Linked DNA regions of Mus musculus: regions 2, 3 and 4 are each linked to region 1. Evidence: chromatin contacts called from public Hi-C and HiChIP or PLAC-seq data. All regions are on one chromosome and are shown on one strand. Each heading gives the region's core, a stretch centred on a gene start, on an enhancer-like site or on the middle of the called end of the contact. The rest is flanking DNA. Distances are from core to core; before and after follow the strand shown. Region 1 overlaps Nxpe3 (neurexophilin and PC-esterase domain family, member 3). Region 2 has its middle 22 kb from the start of Gm23003. Region 3 has its middle 42 kb from the start of Gm23003. Region 4 has its middle 100 kb from the start of Gm23003.

Evidence for each region. HiChIP or PLAC-seq counts read pairs in DNA pulled down with a chosen protein or histone mark. Hi-C and Micro-C count contacts between places; a contact is called where the count stands out from the background.
Region 2: a Hi-C map of bone marrow-derived macrophages shows a contact between it and region 1, with 2.7 times the contacts expected there. The contact joins two enhancer-like sites. A contact is called at or near these places in 8 of 39 promoter capture datasets (the 3T3-L1 cell line, 3T3-L1-derived adipocytes, the HPC-7 cell line and 3 more), 2 of 15 datasets of contacts at CTCF or cohesin (CD8 T cells and large pre-B cells), 10 of 484 Hi-C or Micro-C datasets (3T3-L1-derived adipocytes, bone marrow, bone marrow-derived macrophages and 6 more), 6 of 115 datasets of contacts at active chromatin or transcription factors (embryonic fibroblasts, fibro-adipogenic progenitors, intestinal villus epithelium and 3 more) and 2 of 9 other capture datasets (adipose tissue and embryonic stem cells).
Region 3: a contact with region 1 is called in a CTCF HiChIP or PLAC-seq map of pro-B cells, with 6 times the contacts expected there. The contact joins two enhancer-like sites. A contact is called at or near these places in 5 of 39 promoter capture datasets (the 3T3-L1 cell line, the C10 cell line, liver and 1 more), 3 of 15 datasets of contacts at CTCF or cohesin (CD8 T cells, the NIH/3T3 cell line and pro-B cells), 6 of 484 Hi-C or Micro-C datasets (B cells, CD4 T cells, CD8 T cells and 3 more), 2 of 115 datasets of contacts at active chromatin or transcription factors (bone marrow-derived dendritic cells and large pre-B cells) and 1 of 9 other capture datasets (embryonic stem cells).
Region 4: a contact with region 1 is called in a Hi-C map of bone marrow-derived macrophages, with 5 times the contacts expected there. The contact joins two enhancer-like sites. A contact is called at or near these places in 4 of 39 promoter capture datasets (the C10 cell line, liver, neutrophils and 1 more), 2 of 15 datasets of contacts at CTCF or cohesin (large pre-B cells and pro-B cells), 18 of 484 Hi-C or Micro-C datasets (B cells, the Ba/F3 cell line, CD8 T cells and 12 more), 1 of 115 datasets of contacts at active chromatin or transcription factors (bone marrow-derived dendritic cells) and 1 of 9 other capture datasets (bone marrow-derived macrophages).

The regions. Positions count from the first base shown.
Region 1 is chr16:55,851,806-55,854,366 of GRCm38.p6, reverse strand. The region is part of intron 4 of Nxpe3 (neurexophilin and PC-esterase domain family, member 3); the gene reads left to right. Among named protein-coding and RNA genes, the nearest start is that of Nfkbiz, 31 kb to the right of the region's middle. Within about 2 kb of position 1,281, at least 6 of the 459 cell types and tissues checked have an H3K27ac peak or open chromatin away from gene starts, as enhancers often do. A contact at or near this core is called in bone marrow-derived macrophages and pro-B cells, where this site is marked.
Region 2 is chr16:55,615,504-55,618,064 of GRCm38.p6, reverse strand. No RefSeq gene overlaps it. Among named protein-coding and RNA genes, the nearest start is that of Gm23003, 22 kb to the right of the region's middle. Within about 2 kb of position 1,269, at least 20 of the 459 cell types and tissues checked have an H3K27ac peak or open chromatin away from gene starts, as enhancers often do. A contact at or near this core is called in bone marrow-derived macrophages, where this site is marked.
Region 3 is chr16:55,635,504-55,638,064 of GRCm38.p6, reverse strand. No RefSeq gene overlaps it. Among named protein-coding and RNA genes, the nearest start is that of Gm23003, 42 kb to the right of the region's middle. Within about 2 kb of position 1,289, at least 145 of the 459 cell types and tissues checked have an H3K27ac peak or open chromatin away from gene starts, as enhancers often do. A contact at or near this core is called in bone marrow-derived macrophages and pro-B cells, where this site is marked.
Region 4 is chr16:55,696,945-55,699,505 of GRCm38.p6, reverse strand. No RefSeq gene overlaps it. Among named protein-coding and RNA genes, the nearest start is that of Gm23003, 100 kb to the right of the region's middle. Within about 2 kb of position 1,280, at least 54 of the 459 cell types and tissues checked have an H3K27ac peak or open chromatin away from gene starts, as enhancers often do. A contact at or near this core is called in bone marrow-derived macrophages and pro-B cells, where this site is marked.

The DNA.
Region 1 (2,561 bases), core at 32-2,531:
AGACACACGCACACATACACACTCGTGCTCACACACACAGACACACACACTCATGCTCACACACACAGACACATAATCATGCTCACACACAGACACAGACACACACACACTCGTGCACACACACACACACACACACACACACACACACACACACATCTAAACAGGGCAACAGCACATAATCACTTTGTACCAGACTCCGAATGACATTGTCAGGGAAGATTTTTAGACCGATGTGAAAGAATTCATAACCTTTGCCCCTTTCTTGTTTTTCTATGACTTCTATATTTTGAAGCTTTCTTTCCTACAAGTTTTACTACTTATATATAAGCTAATTCATATTTAGAATGCAGTGTATGGCTCGAAACTGCCCTGCTACCAACACTCAAATGCTGTCATTTTAGTCAAAAGCAAGAAACTGTTTTTAGTCAGAGTAGACCTGCTTATCAAAGGCAAGAGTCTAGTGGAGGACAGACTTCCCCAGTGTCAGAATGACTGATGAATCGTTACTAGTCTCTGTGCTGTGGTCCCTACACACTCACAGCTAAATGACGCAGGGTCTTTGATGGATCCCACCCTCGTTGGAAATTGAACTCATTCCTTTATTTGGGACCTTGCTTATCTTGCTGAGATGGTACCCAAATTTCTGCCCTTAATTCTCATGGTATCACTGTCATCCTTTCATCTTTATAGGTTATTGAGGAAAATTTCTCAGCCTTTATTCCTCTCATTTTTGTTCTGTTTTTGGTCCAGATAACCCTCATTAGAGTAATGGATGATGTAGAGTTGTATGGCACTGTCTTCCCCCGCCCCCGAAGAAATTACCATCATCATATGTTTGCATAAGGTCACCGCAGCCGAGTTTGTTGGCATTCTCTCACGAGGGATCGGGAGCGTCTTTGGATACTCACCTGAGCCACCAGCTAGTTCTCTTTGCCATTTGTCTTGGCTGCCAGTGACCTTTGGGGTCTCTGGTGGGGAAGACGATGAGAACAACTGGACTCCATCGGTTGCTACGGGGAAGCCAGTTCCTGTCGCTGCGTGAAGATATTCCAGTGTGGTTCCTCAGGGTCACACACACTCCTGTCAGTAACCCCTCATCCATGGTCTTTAAGTAGGCCCAGTAAACTCATTGGTTACGCAGGGTGAATCTTAGTTTGTCTTTGGGACTGTTGTAGGTGGGGGATAGATATTGATTAGTGCCCCCTATGGAGGAAATACCCGTAGTACATGGGAAACCCCAAAATACACTTTTAAAGCAGCATTTGAAATGAGTCAGGAGACACTTTTGTACAAATTGACCGCAAGGGGGCACTAGAGGCACGTGCGTTTCGCTCCTAAACAGCATCCTACATTTAAAGAATGAATGTCGGGTTCAGTAATTGATTTGCTTTGCTTGACTAAACTCTGGTAGTAAATATAATTAACATTCTCATGGAAATGGTAATTGCTTCCTGTGTGATATATACTTTTCTTTTTAACATGTATTTGACACAAAATAACTGAATCTGCCAAATTACCAGGGGTAAAATTGTAACTTCAAAATCACTTTTAATTCTCATTCCAGTAAATATTTTCTTTGTGCCCCAGGTGCATTCTCTGCAGGTCTCTGGCTATGCGGCTTTGATACGTTAAATCAAGGAGGGCAGGTGAGACAGCTCAGCTGGAAAAGCCCTGCCGGTCTAGCCTGATGACCTGAGTTTGATCCCTTGGCTTCCGCATAGCAGAAGGAGAGAACCTACTCCTGTAATACACACACACACACTCACACACACACAGACACACACACAGACACACACACACTCACACACACACAGACACACACACACTCACACACACAGACACACTCACACACACACAGACACACACACAGACACACACACACACACACAGACACAGACACACACACACAGACACACACACACACACAGAAACACAGACACACACACACACAGAGACACAGACACACACACACACAGACACACACACAGACACACACACAGACACACACACAGACACAGACACACAGACACACACACACACACAGACACACACACACACTCACACACACACAGACACACATACACAGACACACACACACAGAAACACAGACACACACACACACAGACACACACACACAGAGACACAGACACACACACAGACACACACAGAGACATACACACACAGAGACACACACACACACACAGACACACACACAGACACACACACAGACACACACACACAGACACACACACAGACACACACAGAGACACACACACACAGAGACACACACACACAGACACACACACACTCTTTCTCTCTGTGGCACGCATGCGCACATGTGTACACACTGAATGTAATAATAATATAATGAAACAAAGGAGTTGGGAGCTAGCTGGAGGCAAAGCAACACTTGACATCCAGTTGGGGTTTTATTTTCTCACCAGGATTCTTTTGGCATCCTTCTGAGATGGAGTCATGCTGTGTGCCTAAGTTGGTCTTGAACTTCTGAGAACAAGCGATCCTCCTGCCTCAGCCTCCTGAGTTTTGGAGCTGTACCTCCC
Region 2 (2,561 bases), core at 20-2,519, 240 kb after region 1:
CCATAACTCAAACACAGATATCTGAGGCCCTCGGCTTCAATTTTCACCTAACAACTTGTATCTTCTACATTGTTTACCTAATTAAAAGTTGAAGAATTACGAGGACAAATAGAAATGATGTGTGGTAGTAATGACTGAGAATCATTACTTCCTTTATAAGATTGTACATAAACATTATTTCTTTGAAAGCTTTCCCTAAAGCCATTCCTAGACCATCTCTATCCTTGCTAAGAAAGGCATCTAAATTCCCAGTTCCCAGTTAAACACAGCCCTTATTTACTTCATGACCTCTGTAGTCTTGACTTTTGCCCTACCTGTTACCCTGGAAACGTATTGCAGTTCCAGACACTGATGATCTCTCAGTCACTCACGCCTGAGGCGTCACTTTGCCATCAACCTCCCAGTACACCTCTTTCCTGCATAGCACCGCCACTCAGCTTAGTGACAGCACATTTTTGTTGAGTGCCTAATGTGTGTCAGAGAATTCCTGGGGTATGAAACTCAGATAACAGCTGGTAAATGGTTGAAGCAACTGCAGGCTTGAATTTGATAGGTTAAGATGAAATGAACTGATGAAAAAAAAAAACAAAAAAAACAAAAAACAAAAACAAAAACAAAAACCAAAAACAAAAAAACCCCAAAACCCCAAATACAAGAAACCAAACCCCAAACCCCACAACTTCTAGAGCAGCACTGATCCACTGAATAAGATGCAAGCCATATATGTGATTTTGAACTTTGTAGTGGCCACATTTAAAAAGGAGATCAATCTTAATCATTTTAAACATAGATTTAACCATATTTCAAACATGTAGTAGTCTTGTAGGCATATAGAACAGTCTAGAATATATGTAACCAACCAGAGAAAGACATTTTTATGTTTTAAAAGTAGAATGAGTTTTCATAGCAATTAAGTCCATTTAATAATGCTAAAACTCCAAGAGGAAGTTCTTTTTTTTATTAGATATTTTCTTCATTTACATTTCATATGCTATCCTGAGAGTCCCCTGTACCCTCCCCCAGCCCTGTTCCCCAACCCACCCACTCCTGCTTCCTGGCCCTGGCATTCAAGAGGAAGTTCTTTAGTGGGAATGAGACCAAAACCAGGGCTGACACAGCTTTCTAATTACCCTCATCTAATTATCCCCCTTTAAAACAAAGGCAATACATACTGGAACAACAATTTAGACAAGGCAGAATTGTGTAAAGGAATGTTTAAGCTGGCATAGTGGCCCAGGCTTGTGAACCCAGGAGGCTGTGAGTTGCTGTCCAGCCAGACCTACATAGCAAGGCTCTGTCTCAAAAGAAAATGAGGAAGCAAATAAGCAATCAACAACTGTTTAATATTTTTTATTGTATTAAGAAACTTAAAATTATAAACCTAAGTGCACTTGAGTACAGAAGCTGGAGGAGGGCAATGGAGTCCCTGAAGACTGGATGAGCATTACTGCTCTAAAGTGCTGAGTCATCTCTCCAGACTGGTGTTTAACACCTTTCTACTCTCTATCTCAGAGTTAAGAAATGCTAATGAAATATATCCTTCTAGATCTACATTTAGAAAAAGGGTATCCAAACACACGTGTGTTGACTTTCTAACACAAATGAGAGAGAGATGAGACAGTTTGCCTTCTGTCCCTCTTTTTCTGCCTGACCCTCTTGTGTGTGGTTTGTGTGTGTGTGACTTGGGTATATGTGTGTGTGTATGAGTGTGTGTTTATGTGTGTGTATGTGTGTATATGTATATGTGTGTATAGTATTAAAGGACAGAGTTTGATATCTGATGTTTTCCTTGGTCAGAAGCGTGTTGATTTAGCTCATTCATCTCAGGAATCCCCTACCTCTGCCTCTCAAGAAAGTGCTAAAATTCCAAGTGGGCGGCCATACCCACCTACCCTTTTAAAAAAGCATGTATGTATGTATGTATGATGTATGTATGCGTGTGAATAGGTATATGCATTGCCAGAACACAAGTGTAGAGGCCAAAGGACAGCTTCCAGGACTTGGTTTTCTTCTAATATATGGGTCTGAGGGATTGAATTAAATGTCAGCCTTGGTGGCAAAAGCATGCTTACCTGCTGAGCCATCATAAGAACAGATTCCAACTTGGCTTTTATGTGGGTACTGGGAATCTGAACTCCAGTCCTAATGCAATAGGGAGCAACTGTTTTGTTCAGTGAGCTATCCCCCAGCCCTTCCTTCTTTATTGACTAAGCTATCATTGATGTCTCTTAAGTCAATACATGTATATCTCACTCTTTTTTTTAAATGGGTGCATCCTTTACTATGTAGCTGGCAATCAATATTTGTGCAAACATTTACCTGTTGAGATGGCATGTCCTCTTGAGGTGTCTTTGAGTCAGGCAAGTTTGTGGTGAAAGTTTGTGAGGGCACAGTTAACTTTAGCTGTAGATTCTTGTGTAGCAGCTATTTTGAGTGGTTATCATTAAATTTTACACTCATTTTCTTTCCGATTTCTCCAATGACTGTGCTCCCATCTCCTGATTCTAGGGGAGGCAGAATCAAGGACCTGTTGCCTTGAGGCATGATGACATTTTATTTTC
Region 3 (2,561 bases), core at 40-2,539, 220 kb after region 1:
CCCACAGCTACAAACACTTCCATACTTGTCCCTCAAACCAGTTCCAAAGGCCTGTAAACTACAGCAATAAATAAGCTTCTTAGGATACATTCTTTTTTTTATTACTTACCTTTGTCATTGCTGTGACCTTATAAAAATCAACTTAAGGAAGGATAGACAAAAAGGTTTTGGGGAAGAAAGTCCATCATATCGGGGAAAGTAAGTCAGCCAGGGCTGTCTTTGCTAGGTTACTAGGAGCTGGTGACACCGCTTCTATATGTCCACTTCAGGAAGCACGGAGCTCTTACAAGACTAGGTTATAGCCTCAAGACTTGATTCAAGTGTCCTATTTCCACCAGCCAGTCCTTATGACTTTTTTGTTTGTTTGTTTTTGTTTTCTTTTGTTTTGTTTTTCGAGACAGGGTTTCTCTGTATAGCCCTGGCTGTCCTGGAACTCACTCTGTAGACCAGGCTGGCCTCCAACTCAGAAATCTGCCTGCCTCTGCCTCCCAAGTGCTGGGATTAAAGGCGTGCGCCACCAGTCCCTTTGTCTTAAAAGTTCTACAGCTTCCCCAAACAGCACCACCAAGTATTCAAACACAGAAGCAGACAGTGGACATACCATTTTCAAACGGTAACACCAGGTAGACTAAGGGCTTATGGTAATATTATGTTTCTAATCATGCAACCTGATGTCTGGTGAATGTTGGCTTAGGGTTTTCAAGGTAGTGCCTGTGTATGTTTTGGCAGTTATTCCACCACAGACCCTAAGATCAGAGTTACATGGTGAGGCTAATAAGATGGTCAACTTCCCCCAAAAGGTGTTTTTTTTTTTTTTTTTAAATTGGTCAGACGAATGTTTGTGGAATTTCTGCAGTACCCAAGTCTGAAAGACTTTGAGGAAAAGGTCAATGAGTTTCAGCCATGCCCAACCATGGGCAACAGACCAGAACTGTGTTATCCCTCCTGCCACAGAAATTCTAGTTCAATTTCTCATTAGTGATAATGAAACTAACTCTGGTAAAAGGAAATCACATGACAATACCACAGCTGTTTCACTGAAAGTGCTACTAACTTGAGCTGTAAAACGTTTCAAAGCCTTAGCTTTGGGTGTTGGCTTCAAGAAGACGCCCAATGGGGGGAAAACACCCAAAGGAAGTAAAGGTGGACACTTGTGTTTCAAACTGAGAACTTGTAACTGAGAATGTTCCAAATGTTCAAGAAGGAATGGCCAGAGTTTAGGGGTTGTTGGAAGGTGGAAGGCCACTGAGACATTAGAGGTAAATGCTCTGGGGGGTTCTTTTGGCCACAAGAAATGACTCAAATGAGTCACACATAGCAGAGAATCCTGTGAGCCATATGACCTAACTGACAAAGGGGCTTAGAGGAACAGAAATAGAGTTTAGAAATGAGGTCTGAGATGCAGACATTCAAATTAAGCTCATTGGCTTCTTTCACATGAGATGGTGGGATTATAAGGTAAATAAGAAGTCAGGTCTCCAGAGGGTTTGGAGAAGGCTTTGGAGGTGTATAATGAGGCGCCTGACCTTCTGTCCGCACACATTAGTAAGACTTTCTCACTCTTCAGGAACTCTGTCTCACACTTGCCACTGATATGGTCTACTCACTCTCTGCTGGGAAGCCTGAGGAAGAAGCAGACAGGTGAGAATCCTCAGTTATAGCCTTGGAAGCTCACCAGAACAAGGATGGAAATTCCCAAGCTGCCTGTGTGGCTGTCCATCGATGAGTCATTTATAGCCCAAAGGCCATGTGTAGCTTGGGCAGCTCCCAGGGAGAGCTCAGCCACTTGGTTTCCGAATAAAATATTAGGAAGCCTCTGTGAGTTTTGTTAATAAGCCCAAATATATTCATCTTGGTAGTTAAGACTAGCAGCAAATTTTATTAGTTCAATTACAGTGGTTAGTAAAGATAATGATGCTTTATAAAAATACAGATGTATATGTACACACACACACACACACACACACACACACACACACACACACACACGATCATCAGGGATGTTAGGGTTTATTTTAATATCCTTGCACCACCTGAATTAAAAAATATATTGGGTTGGAGAGGTGCCTCTTCCAGATCCTGAGTTCAATTCCCAGCAACCACATGGTGACTCATGACCATCTGTAATGGGATCTGACACCCTCTTCTGATATGTCTGAAGAGAGTGACAATGTACTCATAATATATATATATATTATGGCTAAGACTGACTCCTATCTCTGAGAGGTATTTTGTCTTCCTTCCCTCCAGAAATGGAGTAGGCAGATGTCAAAGGGAAATGATGAATCTCTAAAAAATCTCACACAAATAACATTATAATATCTTGTAAAAAAAAAACTGAACCAATAGCATCTAAGCAATATCAGGTTTAATTTACCAATATAGTTGCTGACTATATACCAAGAAAGGAGAGGATAAAACAGGACTCTGGGCCGTGATTCTCCCTGAGGGAAATAAACAAAACTGCACTATAAAAACTTATATTATGGGGATATATATATATCCCCATAATATAAGGAGTTTTTTTTCTGTTTGGGAGAAAAAATAATCTAGTCGGTATT
Region 4 (2,561 bases), core at 31-2,530, 150 kb after region 1:
TGACAGAAACCATTAGCATGTTATGCCTCAATTAAGATTCTTAAAAATGGAGGTGCCTCGTGGCTGAGTCTTCCTTTGTGAGGTCTCAGCTGCCGACTCTTCTTGCTCCATGCCTGCTTTCATGCTGCCACACTCCCTGCCACCATGGTCATGGGCTCTATCCCTCTGAAACTAAAACGTCACTCACCATTGTTTAAGACTCAAAGATACAAAGACGCGAATCGAGAGGCAAAGAGTGCAATAGATAGAATGGCAGACTGCAATACATCATTAAGAAGCAGAAAGAGAAAAAGTCAATTTATAAAGATATCAACAACCCCTTCCTCTTCTAAGTGGAGGCATGTCTATGGGAACTCATTGGAGAGTGACAGGAATTCCAGTTCTGGGAATTTTAGAAATAGTTTGAGAGTGTATGCTGAAGACATTTTACTAAAGCTGTTCCAAGATTTTTGCTGGCTCAAAATCTCAAAGAATCACCCTGTGCCACCTGAAGAACCCAGTAAGACCCAGGTGGGTATTCCCTGGACTCTGTATTGCTCCCACACTACCCATTTCTCATTGATACTCATTATGCTAAGATGTTGCTGTCCAGAGTAGTCTGTGTTCTTGAGGAAGTGGTGGTGGTGAATAGGAGCGCTGCTCTGCTCTGTAGCTGCCACACTTTCCAGCTGTAGGTGACGCTACTCTTTGGACAGGGTCATTTGGTGCCACCTTCAATAAGCTCAACTATGAAGCAAATGGCTTGCTATGAATAGGCTCTGACTTCTATAGAGGAAATGATGAAACAACAGAGGAAGTTGATAGGAACAGAAAGAAAGTTGTCAGCAGTTTCATTTGAGAATAATATCATTGTGGTCTCAAGTTTCTGAAGTCAAAAACAGTCCAGGGAGAAAATCCCTTCGCCATTCTTCCTCTTTTACAGAAGGACAAAAGAAAAAAAAGCACTTGAGCATATGACTTCATCAGTTATGTGTTGGTTTAGAGGTTGGGCTCAGGAAACTCACTTATCATTTACTGTAGCTGTTTTCAAAAAAAAAAGTTCTAAACAGCATTGCTGACTCTAAAACCACTAGCATTTCTAGGCTAAACAATTCTGAGTGTTTCAGGGTGTCCCTCTGGTGGAAAATTGAAAACACTTGTGGCATTTTCTGTGGGGAAAGATGGTAAATAAATACGGAAATCATACAGGTTATTATTTTTTCCCTACAAGTAGAAGGAAACTTGTTTGCTATTCCTTCGTTAATGCAAAAGTGTTGCCAAGCTCCATGGTAAGATGAAGACCGTTTCCTTCACACCTCTGTGAGTGTGAGGAGATCTGGTAACAACAGGCCAAGAGATGTAGCTTCCCTCTTGTTGGTAGAAGACTTGCCTCTTGTGCACAAAATTCTAGATTTGATCCATTATAAACTGGGCATAATCTCAGCATTATTATTATTATTATTATTATTATTATTATTATTATTATTATTACTATTATTGGAGCAAGAGGTAGGAGGGATCATAGGATCCAACTTATCCTTTGTTACATCTAGAGGTTGAGGCTAGCATAGGATATTTGAGACCCTGTATCAGAGAACCAAACTGTTCAGTCAGCACAAAGCAAACAGTTGGAATTTCACTCTATGAGTAATGATGCTGAATGTCGGGAGGGAAGGGAAAGCATGGTTGGGATGTATTGTATAAGAGAAGAATCTATTTTCAACAGAAATAAAAAGATAAAAATGTATTTGGTAGTCATGTTTTTTTTTTTTGAAAAATATGTATGCGTGTCCATTTTAAGTAAGATACTATTACCTTTGTTTTTTGTTATTTAAGAAGCAGTGACATTTCTCCATTTGGTAGCAAAAGAGAAAATTGGAGGAGCTGAGAGCTTTAGAAGGACACACATGGTCCTGGGTTTATAGATGAATGAGTTTAAAACAAAGGTCGAGAAGTGGCTTCCAGGACCTGAGAATGTCCCTTGGCAAATAATCAACTAGGAAATAAGGGCCTGAGTCCTAAAGCCACATGAAACTGAGTTCTGCCATTGACAGAAAGAGGCTCAGAAGATCTCATGATCCAGAGGAGGTGACAGCTGGCACCCCCAGTATGAAGATACAGAGAGATTAAGAGTCAGAGGATGAGGCTGGAACAATGTCTCAGTGGGTAAGAGCCCTGCTGTGTAAGTATGAGGATATGAGTCCAGATGCCCACTATTTATATACAAGTGAGCCTGGTAGCACGGCACAGAGCCTGAGTGCTCACCAGCAGCCTAGCCAAAACACTGAACTTCAAGGTCAGTGAGGTCGCATCTCGGTGAATAAGGTAGAGAATGATAGAGTAAGCCAACATCCTCGTCTGGCCTCTGCATGAGCTTACATTGGCACACACATCTGTATTCGTACAATACAATCATGCATATACCACAAACATATAGAGCCCCAAATAGTACTATTATAATTAGCTATTCATAGGCAAAATAAAGAACTTTAGGTCATGTTTGGCACTAATGTCCTAGGTTGATTCAAAATGGACTATACACCTAAACATATGAACTGAACTAAATATGAAAAAAAAAATCA